Regions from separate parts of the Mus musculus genome. Here all the other regions are linked to region 2. The links are chromatin contacts, called in public HiChIP or PLAC-seq and promoter capture Hi-C maps. All regions are on one chromosome and are shown on one strand. Each heading gives the region's core, a stretch centred on a gene start, on an enhancer-like site or on the middle of the called end of the contact. The rest is flanking DNA. Distances are from core to core; before and after follow the strand shown.

Evidence for each region. Promoter capture Hi-C pulls out the DNA fragments that hold promoters and counts their contacts. HiChIP or PLAC-seq counts read pairs in DNA pulled down with a chosen protein or histone mark.
Region 1: a promoter capture Hi-C map of hematopoietic stem and progenitor cells shows a contact between it and region 2, with 5 times the contacts expected there. The contact joins the promoter of Mfsd4b5 here to the promoter of Ddo in region 2. A contact is called at or near these places in 9 of 39 promoter capture datasets (the C10 cell line, the HPC-7 cell line, HPC-7-derived erythroid cells and 5 more) and 1 of 9 other capture datasets (liver).
Region 3: a promoter capture Hi-C map of embryonic stem cells shows a contact between it and region 2, with 4 times the contacts expected there. The contact joins the enhancer-like site here to the promoter of Ddo in region 2. A contact is called at or near these places in 6 of 39 promoter capture datasets (the 3T3-L1 cell line, embryonic stem cells, hippocampal neurons and 2 more), 4 of 484 Hi-C or Micro-C datasets (the 3T3-L1 cell line, the N1E-115 cell line, cortical neurons and 1 more) and 2 of 115 datasets of contacts at active chromatin or transcription factors (astrocytes and embryonic stem cells).
Region 4: a contact with region 2 is called in an H3K4me3 HiChIP or PLAC-seq map of neural tube, with 6 times the contacts expected there. The contact joins the promoter of Smpd2 here to the promoter of Ddo in region 2. A contact is called at or near these places in 10 of 39 promoter capture datasets (the 3T3-L1 cell line, the SN4741 cell line, cranial neural crest and 5 more), 1 of 484 Hi-C or Micro-C datasets (ventricular fibroblasts), 2 of 115 datasets of contacts at active chromatin or transcription factors (astrocytes and neural tube) and 1 of 9 other capture datasets (embryonic stem cells).
Region 5: a promoter capture Hi-C map of stem cell-derived epiblast-like cells shows a contact between it and region 2, with 4 times the contacts expected there. The contact joins the promoter of Mfsd4b1 here to the promoter of Ddo in region 2. A contact is called at or near these places in 7 of 39 promoter capture datasets (the C10 cell line, the HPC-7 cell line, embryonic stem cells and 3 more) and 1 of 9 other capture datasets (adipose tissue).
Region 6: a promoter capture Hi-C map of liver shows a contact between it and region 2, with 3 times the contacts expected there. The contact joins the promoter of 5730435O14Rik here to the promoter of Ddo in region 2.
Region 7: a contact with region 2 is called in a promoter capture Hi-C map of liver, with 3 times the contacts expected there. The contact joins the enhancer-like site here to the promoter of Ddo in region 2. A contact is called at or near these places in 12 of 39 promoter capture datasets (3T3-L1-derived adipocytes, the HPC-7 cell line, HPC-7-derived erythroid cells and 7 more), 1 of 115 datasets of contacts at active chromatin or transcription factors (astrocytes) and 1 of 9 other capture datasets (embryonic stem cells).

What each region holds. Positions count from the first base shown.
Region 1 is chr10:39,985,370-39,988,069 of GRCm38.p6, forward strand. Mfsd4b5 (major facilitator superfamily domain containing 4B5) reads right to left here and starts at 1,277. Exons shown (of 4, transcript NM_001113385.1): 1 at 1,013-1,277. The coding sequence starts at 1,156.
Region 2 is chr10:40,628,572-40,631,466 of GRCm38.p6, forward strand. It overlaps Ddo (D-aspartate oxidase), which reads left to right and starts at 1,440. Exons shown (of 5, transcript NM_027442.5): 1 at 1,440-1,520.
Region 3 is chr10:41,399,804-41,402,671 of GRCm38.p6, forward strand. Ak9 (adenylate kinase 9) reads left to right here. Exons shown (of 40, transcript NM_001370813.1): 27 at 1-88; 28 at 2,429-2,494. Among named protein-coding and RNA genes, the nearest start is that of Gm25626, 13 kb to the left of the region's middle. Within about 2 kb of position 1,513, at least 5 of the 459 cell types and tissues checked have an H3K27ac peak or open chromatin away from gene starts, as enhancers often do. A contact at or near this core is called in embryonic stem cells, where this site is marked.
Region 4 is chr10:41,489,072-41,491,801 of GRCm38.p6, forward strand. Smpd2 (sphingomyelin phosphodiesterase 2, neutral) reads right to left here and starts at 1,269. Exons shown (of 10, transcript NM_009213.2): 1 at 912-1,269; 2 at 393-489; 3 at 204-280. The coding sequence starts at 961. It overlaps Ppil6 (peptidylprolyl isomerase (cyclophilin)-like 6), which reads left to right and starts at 1,368. Exons shown (of 8, transcript NM_028430.1): 1 at 1,368-1,550. The coding sequence starts at 1,410.
Region 5 is chr10:40,023,851-40,026,550 of GRCm38.p6, forward strand. Mfsd4b1 (major facilitator superfamily domain containing 4B1) reads right to left here and starts at 1,418. Exons shown (of 4, transcript NM_144821.4): 1 at 1,043-1,418. The coding sequence starts at 1,066.
Region 6 is chr10:41,566,567-41,569,266 of GRCm38.p6, forward strand. It overlaps 5730435O14Rik (RIKEN cDNA 5730435O14 gene), which reads left to right and starts at 1,450. Exons shown (of 4, transcript NR_045341.1): 1 at 1,450-1,533. The region is part of intron 37 of Ccdc162 (coiled-coil domain containing 162); the gene reads right to left.
Region 7 is chr10:41,340,127-41,342,929 of GRCm38.p6, forward strand. It overlaps Ak9 (adenylate kinase 9), which reads left to right. Exons shown (of 40, transcript NM_001370813.1): 10 at 755-853. Among named protein-coding and RNA genes, the nearest start is that of Ak9, 38 kb to the left of the region's middle. Within about 2 kb of position 1,360, at least 4 of the 459 cell types and tissues checked have an H3K27ac peak or open chromatin away from gene starts, as enhancers often do. A contact at or near this core is called in liver, where this site is marked.

The DNA of each region.
Region 1 (2,700 bases), core at 27-2,526, 640 kb before region 2:
GTAATTTTATGGTTGGGGGTGGGAGTTCACCTTAACATGTGGAACTGTATTACAGGGTCGCAGCATTGGGAAGGTTGAGAGCCACTGGTCTAGACAAAGGCCATGAAGACTTGCACCCTAAGCCTGTTGATCTCCTTATTATGTGAGTGTTGGCTTGTTTGATTTTGATCTGGGTGGCTCTCCGCAGAAACTTGTTATAAAAGAGTGTGCTCTGGTTTCTTAGTCCTCTCTACCTGATAACTGTCATAACGTCTGTCTCCTGTTTTTATTGGGTTACCTTGAGTCACAGATGTCTCTATGCGCTCATCCTTTGAAGGTATAAAGAATTTCATAACCAATCTGTTATTGTTCATTATGAATTCTATAACTGGACCAAACTGACCATGGCTGTCTTCACAGAAAGTGCCGTTTGTGCTCATTTCAGTAGCCACCTCTGATTCCCTCTCTGAGATCCTTAGTTACCTGCAATCACTCCACAGACAACTCACTTTCATTTCTCCAAGGTCACAATTACCAAAGGACCAAGGCAGGCCATCACAAACAGTGGACTGAAAAGAAGTCTAAGCGGTCAGTAAAAGTCACTTCTTGCTTTGCACTCTGCTCCAGGAAAAACATTTAAGGACCCGAAGGCTCAATTTAAGAAGGATTATCATAGAGAGACATCGTCCTGATTTTATCAACCTAACCAACTCTGCAACCTAGGAAAAGTCACTTCCTACTTGGAGTGAAATTATGCTGCTAGCTGGATCTGGTCAGGACCCAAGGAAGAACTCTTAGGAAAGCCCGTTTCTGTCTAACCACCTGGGACAGGGAGGGCCATTGGTACACACCAGCACAGTCCTCTCTCTCCCTCATACAGAAACCAAGTAAGGTTTGCTGCAGTTGGAAAATATTAGGGTCATCAATTTCAGGTTTGATTAAAATTGTAGCCATTCTCCCACGGCCCAGGGCAGTTCAATAATGTTGCACAAAGGCCATACAAAGTGCAGGCGGTTACAGCCTCAGCTCTCACCATCCCCAGGAAAGCAGCGTTCAGAACCACAGTGGTGAACCAGCGCAGTGTTCTTCCCACAGCCTGGAGCCCGTTCTTCCCTTGGGTCTCAACCTGGAGGAGGTGCTGCTCAACAGACGTGGGCCCGGACCCACGGGACCCCATTTCCGACTCCAGCTTGGAGGCTCCAAACAAAGGGTTTTTGGTGCGGTCTGGCTTTTTAGCAGGGTCCCTGGAGCTCTGAGCCCCTGTTCTGTCTGACCAGAAGACTTCTCCCAGTGCCTCCTCCCCCACGGACAGTCCTCAGTCAGGACCTTGGGAAGTTACACTTTGGACTGTACACGTGGTGCCGACACCCGCACCCATCTTGCACAGCCCCTAAGAAGACCGTTTGGCAGAAATAGGTCTTTCTCAGCAATCAGGGACCCAGCTTCTTGGGGGAAGGGAATGTGGTTGCCTGGAAGACCGGATGCTTTCCTGGAAGCACGTTCAGTATCTCTCCCACGTAAGCGCACACAGATGGACGCACTGGTACCCTGAGGGAGAAAAAGCAGAAAGCACAGCCTCAGAACAACCCAGCCAAGAGGCTCTGGGGCTGGAGAATGGCTCAGAATTTTCAGGGGTCTTGACTTTGGTTTCCAGTACCCACACTGGGCAGTTTGCAACCTACCGGTAACTCTAGCTCCGAGGGATTCCAACACTCTTTTCTGCAAGGGGGAGTCTCCCCTTCAGGTTAAGTCAGGACCCACCTTGCACGACTTCCCAAACTCCCAGTCCTGTCCATCAACAACTGAGCTTCTAAAGCTGCCATTGACCACATTCATGCTACCAATACCAATACGGGTTGAACCTTGTGGGTCAGCCTTCACACGGAGCATCTCAACCCTCCTGACACACAATCCACTTTAGCCCTGTGCAGCCAAGAGGATTATGGCTTACAGAGTACATAACAACTCGCCCAAGAATGGCCAGCAGATCTCTGCTATGGACCATGTAATAATAGCTCATGAACAAAAGCTGGGCTGGGGCTGTAGCTCAGAGCTTGAGTGCTTGCCCGACATACTCAGGGGCCTGGGTTCTGTATCTAGGACTGAAAAATACTTAACTCATTGGCTCACTCTCAGATACACACACTAACCCCAATTCCTGCAGATACTTCCAGGTACTGGAAGGGCTGTGAGGAATGGGAAAGGGCCATAAATGTGAGTCTTTGCTGAGGTACATCACCTGGGGGTAGGGAAACCAAGACAGATCTTTTTTAAAAAAGGAAAGAAAACACCAGAGATTTTTTTTTTTTGGGGGGGGGATGGCGGTTACATTTCAAGGCAGGGTTTCTCTGTGTAGCCTTGGCTGTCCTGGAACTCACTCTGTAAACCAGTCTGGCCTCAAACTCAGAAATCTGCCTGCCTCTGCCTCCCAAGTGCTGGGATTAAAAGTGTGTGCCACCACTGCCCAGCTAGTGACAGTTCAGATGGCTGTGAGCCATCAAGCAGTTGCTGGGATTTGAACCAGGGTCCTTTAGACCTGCAGTTGCTGTTCTTATCTGCTGAGTCACTGCTCCAGCAACACCCAAGATCTTAAAAAGAAAGAAAGAACAGGGAAAGAAAGAAAGAAGGAAGGAACCTAGGAAAGGAAGGAAGGAAGGAAGGAAGGAAGGAAGGAAGGGAAGGAAAAGAAGGAAGGAAGGGAGGGAGGGAAGGAAAAGAAGG
Region 2 (2,895 bases), core at 190-2,689:
CCGAGGTTTGAGATATGCATCTGACCTTTGATAAGGGGTAAGTCTTAAGACCTGAGCCTCCAACCTGTGGTACCAGATACCATCTTCAGGTAGAAGGTGCCAGAATTGAAAGAGAATCCTGCTGAACCGGATGTGTCTGCTGGAGAGTCTGCTATATTGGTTGCTGGATGTGTGTGGAGAAAGAACCCATTCCCCTAGACACAGAACTGTTCCATTTTCTGTGACTTTGGGATTGTGGACTGAAGGGACAATGCCCTTTCTTTTCCATTTTGACACCCAGACAGCCTTGTATAAAATCGTACCTAGCTGAGCTCACCAGAGGCTCATGGCCACATGCAAAAGGAATCATCTTTCTCTCCTTTTCAGATGGGAAGACAGACTGAGACAGCCTCTGACTTGCTCAAGATAAGATAGTGAGGACCCTGCTTTGACAAAGAGGACCTCTGCTTGGCTGAGAGCATGCATAGGGAGTCTGCTACACAGAATGGCCTTTATCACACAAGAGACCATGGGCTTTTCCACATGTCTTGGAGCCTCGGTTTATATCTGTAGAATAAGGAGGATACGTCTCATTTCACAAGAGAATGGTGTTACGTGGTGATACAGTCATGGCTAAAGCGAAATCTCTTATTAGTATATTAACGTGGTTAATATTATTCTATTAAATATTATCTGGGCTGGAGAAATGGCTCAGCGATTAACACATGTAATTGCCAGCACCTTCATCAGGTGGCGCACCACCACCTATAACTCCAGCTCCAGGACATCTGGTGCCCTCTTCTGGCCTCCATGGGCACTGCGTGCATGTGAGAACAACATGCAATAGACCACAGACCAACAGACCACAGCAATTTAAATGTAAAACAAATCTTTAAGATATATTATAGCTATTGTGATACAACCAATTACGTCTCTAGAATCAAATGACTTTCAGGGAGGTTTAATGTGGGCTTTTCCTACTACTGAGCTGTGTGTGTTTCTGAGGAGGTGACACTCAGCAAATACCAGTTCCCTTCTATAAATATTTGGTTCATCCTAACTTATTTTCTGAATAAATTTTCCATCTGCCACCAGGCCGGCATCTCAGCTATCAACAACTCTGAACAATGCGGCAGGGGAAACGAGTGCTTGGTTCTAGCTGGGACTTTTTGGAAGTCAGACAGACCACCCATTTATTTGCCATGCAAACAAATCAGCCGGAGAAACTCCAGGCTGGTGGCAAGCTGAAGTTCTTGAAAGCCAGACAAAGACAGGTCATAGAGGACGAAACTTCCCCTGCAGGCTTGGCAGAGAGGCAGTTCCACAGAGCTTACACGTGCCTCTCTCCTGGGGAGTCAGAGGCAGACACTGTGGCATGGACCAATGGAGGGTAAGCTTAGAGAGAGTGTCCTTAATAATTTCCCCAATGGGAAGGAGTTTTGTTTTCCCTGTCTCTTAGGAGACCAGGCTAACAGGTCACTGGAAAACAAGTGTTGGTGCCAGGACCTCCGGTGGATACCAGACTGCTTTTTCAGAGACAGGTATTTGAATCCTCACTCTTTGCTCTAGGGTCGTTCTGTATGCACTCTGGGATTTTAGGGGTGTGTCTTGGTGGGGTTGGGGCCAGAGATTGATAGGTCACACTATATCAGGACATGCCCTATGTTTCTGGCTCTCTTTCCACTCCACTGGCAGCTGGTTATTCTTAGCCACAGATTGCTTTTCACCCTAGTGTTAACTTATTAGAGCTGTGGCGCAAGGCTGCTAGATAGGCAACTAGTAAGATCATGGCCGTCTGTCTTCTATTACCTCCTCTGGAAACAAGTCCAGGACCTCCCTCTCCCAGCCTTCCCCACTGGACTGTGTCCTGCTGGGAATCTTCTCTTGTCTTTCTTCAACCCTGGCAGTCTGACATCTCAGCTCACCTGCTCAGAAACGCACACGGCTCAGTTGGAGGAGAAGCGCACATTAAACCTCCCTGAAAAGGCTTCAAGGCTCACGGAGTGGGAGTCAAGTGGAGCTAGGGAGGAGGCAGAGAACCACTCATAGCCAGACCTCATGATGTCTGCCATGGCTAACCTCACCTGGCCTGATGCCCTGTTCACTGCCTGTTGCAAGAAGGGATTGTACCAGGGGTGGGTGGGATTTAGGCTAACAACACAAGCAGCTGGCTGAGAGAACTTTACCCCTAAGGAATGGCTATAACTAACTGGAATAATTACGTTTTGTCCACTCTCCTTAATCTGGAATTGAGCCAGATAGAGGGAGTTGGGCATGGAGCACACATAGTAAGACAAAGAAGTGAAGGCGGGCAGGAGGCTGACAGGTCAGCACCAAGTAACAGATTCCTGCTGCCTCTGCGGAGAGCGTGGAGGACACTGACATCTTTGCCCCTCTCTCTACCTTCCACACAAGATGTCAGCCTTGGGGTGCCTGGCGCAGGCGCCTGGTATCTACATTTTCCCTACATCCTCCCACAGGGGATCTATTTGGGAGACAGCCTCAGCGGCCTGCCGTTTACTACTCAAAGAGGCTAATAAGAATTCATTTGGTGCTGTCTTCAGGTGAAGGCACAGAGGCTAAAGGACCGCGGCCATTTCTTCCTGTTATGCAATCATCTGTGGCAGCCAGACATGACCTCTGTGTCTGCTCCCTAGAGTCCCGGGAGCAGAAGTCACAGCTCGGCTGCTTCCCAGGACTAGCTTACCTCCTCAGCAGTCCCTAGAATGTGCCCATAGGGAAAAAGTTAGGCAAGGGCACTATGACTAGAATTCTACCCCCGAATGCCATGTGATTAGTGCTGGTGAGCACGGCAGGCAAACCTAGGCTGATTCTGTTTTGGTAGCAATTGCCCGTAGAGAGACCTCGAAGTTCGCACTGTTATTTATGGAATGAGAGCTTAAAAGGTTGCTGGGC
Region 3 (2,868 bases), core at 263-2,762, 770 kb after region 2:
TCCTGCCCAAGTTCAGAAGTGGAAGACAAAACAGCACAAGAAATTAGAGAGGAAAAAACTCATCAAAGACCTGAAGACAAAAATCAAGGTACACGGGAAGATGTCTGTTTATCACCTAATTGGGTTTCTAAGTAATGTTCACAAAAACAAGGTTTCGATTTTTTTTTGTTGTTGTTGTTGGTTTTTGTTTTTTGAGACAGGGTTTCTCTGTATAGCCCTGGCTGTCCTTGAACTCATTTTGTAGACCAGGCTGCCTCAAACTCAGAAATCCGCCTGCCTCTGCCTCCTGAGTGGTGGGATTAAAGGCATGCACCACCACGCCCTGCTGAAAGTTTCAAATTTTAATGCTGCAGTAAGCATGAAGACATTTTTCATCAAAGTTTTCATCCTTTAATATGAATTTAAAACTATTTGAAGCTTTTTTGGTTTTGGTTTTGGTTTTGGTTTTGGTTTTGGTTTTGGTTTTGGTTTTGGTTTTGGTTTTGGTTTTTGTACAGCGTCTCTCTATGTAGACCTGTCTGTCTTGAAACTCTGTAGACCAGGCTGCCCTTGAACTCAGACATCCCTTGTCTCTGCCTCCCAAATGCAGGACTTCTTTGAAGCTTTTTTCCACCATGTTAATGCTTGCCTTTCTTGTTTTTATTATTAGGTATTTACTTCATTTACATTTCAAATGCTATCCCCAAAGTCCCCTATACCCTCCCCTGCCCTGCTCCCCAACCCACCCACTCCCCGCTTCCTGACCCTGGCATTCCCCTGTACTAGGGCAATACCAAGGGCCTCTCCTCCCATTGATGGCCTACTAGGCTATCCTCTGCTACATATGCTACTAGAGACACAGATCTGGGGGATACTGGTTAGTTCATATCATTGTTCCTCCTATAGGGTTGCAGTCCCCTTTAGCTCCTTGGGTACTTTCTCTAGCTCCTTCATAGAGGCCCTGTGCTCCATCCAATAGATAACTGTGAGCATCCACTTCTGTATTTGCCAGGCATTGGCATAGACTCACAAGATATGTCAGGGTCCTGTCAGCAAAATCTTTCTGGCATATGCAATAGTGTCTGGGTTTGGTGGTTGTATATGGGATGGATCCCGGGTGGGACAGTCTCTGGATGGTCTTTCCTTCTGTCTTAGCTCCAAACTTTGTCTCTGTAACAACTTCCATGGGTATTTTGTTCCCCATTCTAAGAAGGAACGAAGTATCCACACTTTGGTCTTCCTTCTTCTTGAGTTTCATGTGTTTTGCAAATTGTATTTTGGATATTCTAAGTTTCTTGGTTAATATCCACTTAACAGTGAGGGCATACCATGTGTATTCTTTTGTGATTGAGTTAACTCCAGGTCCATCCATTTGTCTAAGAATTTCATGAATTCATTATTTTTAATTGCTGAGTAGTACTCCATTGTCTTTCTAAATTAGTGGGTTTCAGGCCTCCCAGGAGGCCTCTGTCAGGCACAGCAGCAGTTGATGGGCTCTGTGATGGGCTTGGTGGGGCATTGAGAGAGCAGAGTAAAGCTCCCACCCACAACTAACTATCCGGATCTGTGACCTGCCGGTGACCTGCCGGTGCTCTCTCCTGGACTGGCCCCTAAACTGTCCCATTCATTCATCATTCCAATTCCTCACAGACCAGCCCTCTAAATGTCTGAGTCAAGTCTCACTGTCAGGGTTAGAACTCCCAGTGTTGTCCAAATCCATTTCCTAGCAGTGTTTTTAGCTCCAGTAGGTGTAATAAGCCCTTCACTAGGGCAGCCAGACGAGGTGCTTCTGGCTTTCCTTATCAGGGAGCCCCACCCTGGGTGCTGTTGTACAGTTCTCTAGGGATCCCCACTATCACACCCTTAGAATAGGGGCATTGCCTGCTTTGATGATGTGTTTTGAGAAGAAAGTGAAAGGATATATATTGTAATGCCCAAGACAGTGCCAGCCTCTGTCGGGCACACTGTAATTAGTTAAACTTTGGGGAATCCTGAGCTAAGCAACACCAAAACCCTGAGGATGTTTGAACAGATACACTATGTCAGACCCGGAGAAGAGCAGGACCTAATCCTTCACCCTCCCTGAGCCTGAGCGTATCCCCTCCACGGTATACGTATATGCTTTCCACGGCCCTCCAAGGTATGCGTATATGCTTCCCACAGCCCTCCAAGGTATGCGTATACACTTTCCACGGAGACACAGCTGTGCTTCCAAAGACCTGTCTACACCATAAGGAAAATAGATTTCCAAACATTTTCAACACTTGGGAGGGCGATAGCCTAGAAGGGCAAGGATGTGCTAAGTCAGTCACCATCACGTATTTTCCTGGTGAGGTCCCTACCTTCCACCACACCTTAGCCCCAGCTTGAAAAGGTACATTAACACATACACAGCAAGTGATTTTTATCATATTTGTCCATTGTAAACCTGTAAATGTTTCCTCAACAGGAGGACATGGTCGCTAAAAGGAGAGCTGAACTTATTTTGGAGAGAGAGAAAAAAAGGAGAGAAGACGTAAGTAGAATATTATATATATATATATATATATATATATATATATATATATATATGTGTGTATGTATATGTATATGTGTGTGTGTGTGTGTGTGTGTATAAAACACCATAGTCTCAACAGTGGAAGAAGGAGAAGGCCGTGTTTAAAAGTGTACAGGAACTCACACTGGGTTTAAAGGGGATTAGTAAAATTTATTTCTTTTATTTTTGGTATGATATAAAATTGTTGCCAGTATAGGATGGCCCATTATCTGTCTTAAAGACTTTAGGTAATTCCATAGAATTAGAGGCTTGTAAACAATGATCAATTACATTTCTAGAGGCTTCTCTCGTATGCAGAGAAGCAAAAAGGAATCCTGAACAAGTGTCAATAC
Region 4 (2,730 bases), core at 19-2,518, 860 kb after region 2:
ACCCAGCCAGCCCTCTTCCCCTCCGCGGTCTCCCAGCTCTACTGCTAAGATCAACCCCAGAACAAAGCCTAAGACAGCAGCCCTTGCAAGATGAGGGTGACGGCCTGCTCTTCTCACACCCAGAGGAAGAAGATCGAGGGTGCAAGCAAGAATGTTGGAGAGCTTCCTCGTCTGAGAACAGGCTGAGAACACAGGCTTTTCACCTTCTGAAGTAGTGTGCATCTGGATAGGTGAGCGATAGCCTTTGCCTTAGGTACTGGAAGTCCTGCTCACTCCACACCTGAGGAAGAAGGTGAGGATACTTGCTTGGATTTCATCCCAGACAGAACAGTTTTCCTGCGCCGCCTGCCGCCTGCTGCCCTCCTCCAACCTAGCCTGCCCTACAACCTCACCTCCTCCAGGAGAGCCAGATCAAAGTTTTCCAAGTTCAGAAAGTCTCCCAAGCGCTTCATGCGGTCCGCCCTATGTTTGCTCAGGTAGGGGATGTCCCTAAAAGGGGTGGAGGACGCAGGGGGCAGAAGAGATGGGTCAGCAGTTCAATTTCCAGCAAGCACATGACAGCTTACAACTGTCTGTAACTCCAGTTCCAGAGAATCTGGCACCTTCACACAGACATACATACAGGCAAAACACCAAATGTACATAAAATAAAAGTAAATCATTTAAAAGGAAAGACATGGGCCAGGTTTGGGACGATTACTGCTGTCATCACCTCAGCTTTGGATGATAGGGACTTTGGTGATTGCTGCAACCACCCAAGCTCTGGTCTTTAGGCGATGTGGACTTTGGTGGTTCGGGAAGGACAGGGTCTAGCTCGGCTGAAGAAGACCTGCTTCCTTCCTAGGCATGTGCGAGAGGGGACTGGAAGGTGGCTCCGAGGCTGCAGCCCACGCCTGGGAGCACTTACTTACCAGCAGTTGAGATTGAAAACTCTCAGCCGTAGAGAAAAGTTGAGCTTCATGGCTGGAGTGCTTCGGAGCAAGGGCGGCGAGGCGGATTGCGCGCACAGGCTTATTGCCCTGTCCTGCGCTGCCCCGACCCAGGAACGCGAGCTGGTTGGGGGTGGGGGGCGACTCCTGCGTTACTGGGACAAAGGCCGTCCTTCCACCCGGAAAGAAGGTCGGCTGCAAATCCCGGGCTGGCTGCGCGAGGCCGCCGGCAGTCCTGGAAGGAATCTCGGGTGGACTGTTCCAGATTCTTAGGTCCTTCGGTGGGTTCTCCGCACCGCGGCCTACAGGTTCCTCCCTTGTTCCCGGCTCGGCTTCCACCAGCAACAGGCTTGAAGTTGATGCGAGGCCCCGCCCACGAACTCACTCAGGTCCCGCCCCTTGCGGGCGTTCGGGGAGGAGCCACGCGGTTGCCCTGGCGACTCGCACTATTTGTGTTCCGGGCTCTCTGCTGTCCCTGCCATGGCCACCCAGCAGCCGTGCCGGCCCAAGTCGAAGCCCCCAGCATGTCACGTGCGGTTGCCGCCCGAGCCGCCCCTGAAGCTGAAGGTGGTGGGGCTCTTCAAAAGCTCCAGCTTTCAGGTGTCAAAGACCATCGCTGAGGTAACCCCTCGCCCCAGACGCCGTGCGCACCTCAGCCCCCTGCCGCGGTGTCGCCTGCGCTGGCGGGCGGGGGTCCACGTTCTGTCCTAGGGCTGGATGGGGGCATAGAGAACAAATGCTGGTCGCAAGGAAGGGCGACCTGGAAGAGACTCGGAGCGCGAGCGAGCGTTCGCGGGGATCCGTATTGGGAAAATGGTAATTTCGGAACACCTATGCATGGAAATGCTAGTTCACGTGAAATTTTTTATTGGATTATGGATTTACAAAATTCAAAATTACGGGAAAATATTCAAAAGCTCCAGCTTTCAGGACCATCGCTGAGGTAACCCGGTGCCCCAGATACCACCTCAGCCTCCCCGCCTCTAGTTTAAAAAAAAAAAAGAAAAGAAAAGAAAAAAACACTTGTGATTTTTTTTAGTACTTTAATTTTGGAAGGGCCTTTCCTTTATAATTTCTGTAGTTGTTTCTGCATTTTAGCAGAATCAGATACTTTTCAGATTTTTAAGAGATGTCCCAGAAGTGCTGTGAAGAATCCAAGTATGAATTTGTAAACATGTAGAATGATATTTTATGCACCAGGAAACAAACAAATGTAGCCAGGTCAATCATGCCGCAGCACGCCTGCTACCTGGAAACAGGAAAAAACCTGGGGGGTACGGTGGTGAAATACACGCAGCCCTGAGCCAGCAACTAGTTTGTTTGTGCTTGTTTTTTCCAGCTGGAGAGCAAGGGCAGTAGAATTCACCCTCAGAACACACACACACACACACACACACACACACACACACACACCCTTGCTTGCTCTAGCATCCAGAGTGAAAGTGCTGTCTTGTGTGTGTGTTGGAAGATGAAGGCTTAGTGCTTGTGTTTGTTTCTTTATTGGGTTTTTTTTTTTTTTTTGGTATTTTTGAGACATGAACCAGTGTCTTACAGCTAAAGTGGCCTTCCTTCCTTCCTCCCTTCTCTCTCTCTCTCTCTCTCTCTCTCTCTCTCTCTCTCTTTCTTGTTTGACTCTCTTAAGACATTAATATTTCCTGTGGTTGTTCCACACTGCAGGCAAAGTGTTTGCAACCTTTTTTTTTTCTTCCTGGGAAGTTCAATTAGTAAATATGTTAGGTGTTCTGGGACACAGTCTTAGACTTATGTTGAGAAAAACAGTGTGCCCAGGTATGGTAACACA
Region 5 (2,700 bases), core at 168-2,667, 600 kb before region 2:
TGAACTTTTCCAGCTTTTTCTTTTTAATAGGAGTAACAAGACCTACAGGCTAATAAATTGGAACTTAGAAGAAATCCCTTAACTAAAGCTTCTAATTGACTTACATTTCAAGAACTACCGATTCTAATTGTACCATTGTGCTCCAAAGTTAATTGTGCACCTTACCTAGACAGCATTGGTACGAACCAGAGTGAGCGCAGGTTCGCAATAAGTAGCTCACACACGAAGAGTGAAAACACTTCACGTCTTCCAAAGACTCAAAACCCAGCCCAGGGAGCGAGCGCTCAGTAAGCATCTGCAGGGATTTCTTTATCCCGTCCCATTAGTACAATCTAAGAAATGAGTGTGGCTCAGAGTCTAGAAGAGAGTAAGCTATTCTCCTCTGGGGACTCACCCTCTCGACCCTGTTGGCCTACAACCATGAAGTGATAGGGAATGGGGAGCTTTGCCACAAACACTGAATTGGGGGTAGCTCCAGGATCTGTAAAAAGCGCATACAGCCTTGTACTTTGCTCCATGAAAATCACTTATACAATGGAAGTTAGTTTGAAGAGGGCTGTACCAGAGTAAGGGCTGCGCTTGACTCAACCGCTTAAACATTTGTATGAACAAGAAAAAGTCATTTTGCTCTTGCCATTATATCTGTAAAATCTGTAAAAATCAAGCAGTTGGTGTAATTTAATCAAGCCACTAGAAAGAGAGCCCCCACCCCAGCCAAGTATTTCTCTGTATAATAATTAAGGTGTAGGGGACAGTGGCTACAGATCCTGGCATTCTCTTTTTTTGTCTCCCTAGTACTAAGAGGAGCCCTACAAAGATAGATTGTAGGGGGAAATCATGTTAGGCAAAAATCACCCGCGCTCTTGACAGTGACCCTCGGTGATTAGAATAGTGCCTATGTGTTAAGCGGATGAAACTGAAGCCCCAGCGATCAAGGTCACACAACATGCAGGCAGCGAATGTGAGAGTCCAGCTGGGAAGGGCAGGTCCCCTGCAGGAGGCTCGCGCCCCAGCCTGGGAGGGGTGCAGCCTCGGCTCTCACCAGCCCCAGGAAGGCGGCATACATGACCGCGGTGGAGAACCAGCGCAGCACGCTCCTGGTCCGGCCACTCCGCCGGGAAGCCACCGTGGCCTGCTCGCTCTCCGCCCGGGTCTCCGCCTGGTGGAGCCTCTGTGCCGCAGCCACCGGCCCGACGCTCCCGGTCTTCACGTCCAGCTCCAGCTTGGCGGCTGCGGAGAGCTACTGGGGGCCGGTGCACCCTCTGGGGCTCGGCACTCAGGCTCCTCCAGTCTCCGAGGTCCCTCCTGATAGCACTGTCCCCAGGGACCGTCCTGACTCAAGACCTCCGGCGGCTGGACTTCGACCCTGGCCCCAGCTGGCCACCGAGTTATGTTCACTCTCCATCTTGCAGAATCGTGGCGGTTCCCGTGACAGAGTCAGGCCACTAGCCAACCTGGAGTCAAACCGGAAGTCATGGTGGTTGCCTAGGAAACGGAGCTCAGCGCGTGTTAGAGCTGCTACTGCAGCCTAGCTACTGCTTCTATAAAGTGTGCTGCTAACTCTTGAGGGAACACGCCAGTGCTAGCTGGGAGGTCGTCTTTACACGCCCCACCCCTACCCTCCGTCCACACCTGAGCTTTCCAGGTCTTTTATTCAACTTTCAGGCTAGTGATACCTGCTGAAGCTCCGGAATAGGCTCCTGGAGCCACATCAATCCTCCCCACGCTCCTTTCTCACCTTAGCCCGGGTGTCCAGAGAGAATCCAAGCACAGAGAGAACATACAGTTCCCCAAGATCAGTCAGCAATCACGGGCCTAGTCAACGGCCAAATAGCTCAAGACACATGTGTGGGTTCAAATTTGTGGTTTCAAAAGCACGGCAGTTCAAATTTCCACAAATGATTAGAGCCTGGCAATGCCTGAGAAAGGCTGTACAGCTGTCGGGATTTGTTCCGTTTGCTATACTCAAGTTACACAACAATGTAACTTTATCATCTATCTGAAAAATGCTCTTTCCACCTGAAAACCTCCTTGATCTCTGTATTACTGATCACTTATACCGAGAAAAACATTCTTTCATAAGATGGTCAAGAAGAAAGCTGGAAGAATGTTTTGTTTTGTTTAAAACAAACAAACAAAATCAACCATGTTCCTGTAAATTATCCACTTGGAGAAAACCTGACTTCTGTTAAAGGTTGCTTATTATCTGATAAATTTTAATTTTAATTACAGAACAAGTCATTATGTTTAATGGCATTTTAAAAAGGCTAAAAGTTTGTAATCTGTGATGTCATTTAATCTAGTAGATATTGACATACCAGAACATGCTGACCACTCAGGTCACTGAGAAAATCAGGAAAATAAAAAATACGACAAAAAGACAAAATGTTACTGGCCTGTAAAAGAAACATTTATTTCCTCATGATGGGATGGGATGAAAAGAGAGCCATACACAGCTGTGCGAATACACAGCTTGGGCTGAGCCCACGGATTTCCGTTCTCTGTTCTATGTATCCCTAGCCCTAGGCCTGGAAACTTTTAGCCTAGATACAATCTAATCTAGAATGCTTTAGATTTGCTGCTGCATAAACTCACCCTTTCCAGTTCTTTCTGAACTCTGGCTGGCTGGTTCAACTCAGCTCTTCTGGCTCAAACTCCTCTCCAAGCTGACTGATTCAATCTGGCTTCTCTCAGCTTCCC
Region 6 (2,700 bases), core at 200-2,699, 940 kb after region 2:
CCCTCTACTCATAAATAGATACATGTATTTTTTTTTTAGCTTTCTTTTTAATAGACTCCATCTCTGTCTCAAGGGAAAAAAATATTAGCACCAGTGGTGGATGGAGACTGGTTTACTAGAAACTGGGAAAAGACTGGACAACGACATGAGTTTTTAAAGAAAGACTGCCAGGTTGACCTGATTTTCTCAGGAAATAGAGCAGCAGGATGCTCGAGAACCGGAAGAGCATGCTGGAAGAGCATGGCTGTGTGGCAGAATAACTGCGTGCTCCAGGCCCATGTCTTTGGCAGCTGCACAGCCTGGGAGGTCTAGTGTGGCAGCTTGGGGACTTGGGATTTGTCCTGACTTCACAGCTACTAATGACTTAAACAAGGATGCTTAGAGCTCAGAGCATCAAGAGGCTAAAGAATGGCCCAAACTGACCAAGAAGACAGATGGTGGGACAGTACAGTGTCCGAGGACAACATGTGTGAGCAGACAACATGCGTGAGCAGACAACAGGTGAGCAGAGGCTGGCGTCTCCAAGGTCTCCAAGCACTTCCTGAGCTGCAGATACACCTGATAGAGATTTGCCCCGCCTGCAAATCCTACTTTCCTTCCTACAAGATGTTATCCTTAGCTGGGTGTGGTGACACACGCCTATGACCTAGCAGCTGGGAAATAGAAGCAGGAGGATGGTAGAGTTGGTGACCTCAAAGTGAAAACAACATTCCGTGCCCTGCCAAAAATCAAAGATCCTTATCCTCAGCGATGGGCTGAGCAACAGTGTGCAGCTCGTGTGTGTGTGTGTGTGTGTGTGTGTGTGTGTGTGTGTGTGTGTGTGTGTATGGTGCTTTTATATATATATATATATATATATATATATATAATGCTCACACACACACACACACACACACACATATATATATGAGCAGGAATTCATACATACATACAGATGTATATATGTGTGTATATATACACACACACACTTACACACACACATCACAAAACTTATTCTTTTAACTGTCATCAAATACAGAACAGTGGCAGCATCATGACCACATGACAAATCTCTTTCCATCTCACAAAATAAAACCAGTACCCACTGAATACTAATTTGCCCTTTCTGTCCCCACCCATGGAAACCACCATCCCACCTTTTTTCTCTGAGAGTCTTCAGGGAACCTGAGAAATATCAAATTCAGGATCCTTACACTCGTTTTACTCTGCATCATGGCTCATTGTGTGGCACCGTGTGGCAGAATGGCCTTTCTTTTTTGTTTTTGAGGATTAATACACTATTTTTATTTGTGCATACTATTTTTATTTATGTGTGTATGCCGGCACGGGTTCATGTACACCACTGAAAGCAAACATATTTGTAAGCCGCCCAGTGTTGGGGACTGCTGCGAGAGCAGCAAGCACTCTTCATTCCTGAGCCATCTCCAATCTTTAAAGCAAGGCACAGTGGGTTTTGATTTAAGGCCCCTGCCCCTGGGAGATGGGGCCTCTCATCAGCACACACAGTGATGCTTCAGTGTAAATGAACACCGAGTAAGTATATGACTACATCTGTATCTGGGGGAAACGGATCTCCAACCACACTTGAGAATCCTCTACCTCATAACTAAGGGTTAAAATGTTTAATGTAAAAATTATGGGAACATTTCCAAAAACTTAAGAAAAATGTAAACCTGAAGAAAACAATATCCACCCAAAATTGAGCACATTTTTCCAAAACAGATTTTTTTTTAAGTTTTAAATTTCATTTATTTATTTACTAACTTAAAAAAAAAAAAAAAGAAAAGAAATACAGTCTTTCTTTCTGTGTAGTCCAGGCTAGTTTGGAGTTCTTGTCTCCTTTCCTCTAACTAACTGACGAATGTGTGTAAGTTTGTACGTGGAGGTCAGAGGGCAACCTGCTGGAGTCTGTTTTCTCCTTCCACTGTGTGGGTTCTGGGGATCAAACTCAGGTCACCAATCTTGGCAGCAAGCCCCTTTACTTACTCAGCCATCTCACTGCTCCCTGGGGTGGAACTCATTTTCCTCCCTTTTCATTGCGTGTGTGTGTGTGTGTGTGTGTGTGTCTGTGTGTGTCTGTGTGTGTCTGTGTGTGTCTGTGTGTGTGTGTGTGTCTGTGTTTGCATATGCATGTGAGCATGCCATGGTGTTTGTGTGTGGGTTTGATGGAACAATGTTCATGAGTTGGTTGTCCACTTTCACCATGGGACCCACAGATGGAACTCAGGTCACCCACACTTGGCTGCAAGCACCTTTACTCACTGATCCATCTTACTGGCCCCCTGGCCTGGAACTTTTAGTCTACCTGCCTGAGCCTCCCGAGTGCTAGGATTACAAGTGTGTACCACTGTGCCTAGCAGGACAGATTTTCTTCTTTTTTTTTTTTTTATTGTAATAGTTGCATGGAGATGATTTGTCTGTCAAGCACTTATTAATGAATGACCCTGAGCCTGGTGTCCAAGCATGAATGTGTGCTCCCTCATGCCGCCTTCTCAGACATAAGAGTCATTCAAAATGAATTCTTTCAATTTTAGCAACTGCTTCCTGCCAAGGGTAAATACTGTTAAACACTACATTTTAGGGTGGTAAAGAGCTCAGATAGCTTTTCTGATATACACAAATGTAAAATTATTGGTGCTACTTCTGCTGTGGAGGAAATGTGGGGGGGGGAATGAAATGCTACTCTTTGATGCTGTTAGC
Region 7 (2,803 bases), core at 110-2,609, 710 kb after region 2:
AGAGAACATAACCATGCATATACAAGCCACTAAGGAACACCAACAAGCTGAGCTGTTCCCAGTTAGTTTAGAGCTTGCCTAGCATGCATGAAACAGGTTTCATCTCCTGCACCCACTGCATCCACTGTATCACATGGCATATGCCTCTTGCAATCCCAGCAGTCAGGAGGGAGAGACAGGCAGTCCTCAACTCAGAATCATCCTCAACTACACAACAAGTTTAAGGATAGCCTGAGATGCATGAAACTTGCCCTCAAAAGACCAACATTATACATATATTTAATTATATTATATGTTTATATAATTAAATATATTTCATATATTATATAAACACATATTGTATAATATAATATATTATAAGATAAATATACTAAAATAATATATGTTTATATAATATATGCTAGATAATGTATAATTTTATATAATATATGTAAGACATTATAAGCATAATACATTATATTTTATATAGTTATATATTATATATTATATATTTATAAACTTTATAAATATTTTAATATTCAAATTTACAAATGTATATTATATATTTTGTATATTTCTATATTATCTACAGCATATATTAATGTGTAATATATATATGTTAAGGAAACAACAAAGATCTTCAGCAATGCATAGAAGCTAGGAAAGACAGAGTAGATTCCATGCAGTCTCAGAAAAAGCATGAGCTCATGACTTTTTCATAATGTTTGCCATGCCCAAGTGCCAATGAATTCAAATGTTTGTTCTTTACATTCAGACAGTCATAGAGCGGCTGAAGTACTTGAACGTGAGACGAGCAGCTGTCATAACCAAGCTTCAGGGTACAGAAGAGGAAATGACTGACATAATAGATACTGTAAGTTCAACTGACCTGCTTGAAAGCATGCCTGTTCCATGTTAGCTGTACCTAGCACGTCATCTCCTAGGATCTAAGGGATAGCTCTCCATAAAGACATCCCTTTGTGGAGTGAAGAGATGGCTCAGTGGATAAGAGCACTAGTTGTTCTTCCAGAGGTCCTGAGTTCAATTTCCAGCAACCACATGGTGGCTCACAACCATCTATAATGTAACCTGATTCATTCTTTTGACATGTAAGTGTACATGCAGAGAGAGCACACACACATAATATATATTATAATGTATATAATATATAATAAACATATAATAAAAGTTTTTTTAAAAGACATCTCCTCCTAGGAAGAAGCCACAGTCTGAGCACAATATTATTTGTGGCACTAAGTGCAATAAAACAGAGAAGTGCTAAAAACAGACACAAGCATTGTTAGCGTGAGGGTTTGATGCATTCTGGGACACCACGTAACCCGGAGGTCACGGCAGGTCAGTGCAGGTGGAACCTGGCACAGCAGAAGGGAGGTGGGCACAGAGTCAGGAGAAGCAGTTACGAAAGCTTTCGATGGTGCTTTGCTCTGATGCCAGGAGTTGTGAAATGTTCTTCAGAATGGCTTATCTCCATGATCTGAAATGAAATTGCAAAGCCAATGAATTCTGAGAGCCTTGTGGGGCTGGAGAGAGAGTTCAGTTGTTACGAGTGCATCCTACACCTGAAGAATATCAGATATGGTTCCCAATACCCACATGGTGGTTTGCAGCCATCTGTAACTCCAGTTCCAGGCAATCTGATCCCCTTTTCTGACTGACTCTGGCAGCAGGTGTGGCCCTCACCTCCCCTAGGGATCATAGGCCAATATCAGTCCACAAGGGAAAGGGAAGCAGAGAAAGGGACCGGGTCAGAAAACCTTGTGAGTACACAGAAGACACATAGGGAACAGCTAGCCACAGGAAGGCAGATCAACTTTACTTGGAGGCTTATATAATTTGGGGGACTAGGGATAGGAACGTCCAGGATAGACAAAATCACTGGCTGAAGGCTTAGGGAGTGTGTTGCCTCATTAGCATGGGGAAGCTTTTCAGGAGTCTCAGGTGCCAGCTGAATGGGTTCTTATTAGGAGAAAGGAAGTTGAACCTGTAATGTAACTAAGGCTATGTGACACTCTTTAGGTAGAGGCACGCGCGCGCGCGCGCCTGTGTGTGTGTGTGTGTGTGTGTGTGTGTGTGTGTGTGTGTGTGTAGGAGGGGGTGTTGAACTCCCCACACAATGTCAGAAAAGAGGAACCCCTGCCGATGAAAGGAGTCCCCCACATCTCATGACACCCCAGAAGGCTATCTGGACAATGGTAGACTTTGAACTTAATTAGCAGAGTTTCCCCACATCAGGTGTACATACAGACATCCAAGGAAACACAAACATAAAATAAAAATGTCTTCAAAAATAATCTGAGAACATTTGCTTTAATGTTAGATAAATATACTGTATGAAGCTACTTGGCTCAGGTTGACATGCAAACCCCAGTGTGTTTTGAAAGACTCTAGATAGATGCTTGTCAATGAAAGGTAGAGGATGCTTAGAGAATCACCACAGTAGTATAGCTACAGCTTTGAAGCATGCTAATGCCCTGTCTACTTTAAACAGCATTTCTGGTGTAGGATCTAGTACTGACTAAAGCCAAACAAAGCAGGATGCAGCATCAAAAGGTGCATAACAGAACCACCTAGAATTTTTGCACACCAAAGAACTGTCAGCCGAGTGAGAAAGTAGCCCACGTGGTAAAGGGTACTATCTACAGATCATGCGTGCAGCAAGGGCTTGTGCCCGAAGGTATGAAGAATGCTCCAGGATACAACAGTGCCAAAACAGGTCACAAGTGGGTCAGGGTACTGAGTAGACATTTCTCCAGAACAAACATATAACTAGTCAATGAGAACATTCGAAGGAAACGGCTCAGTG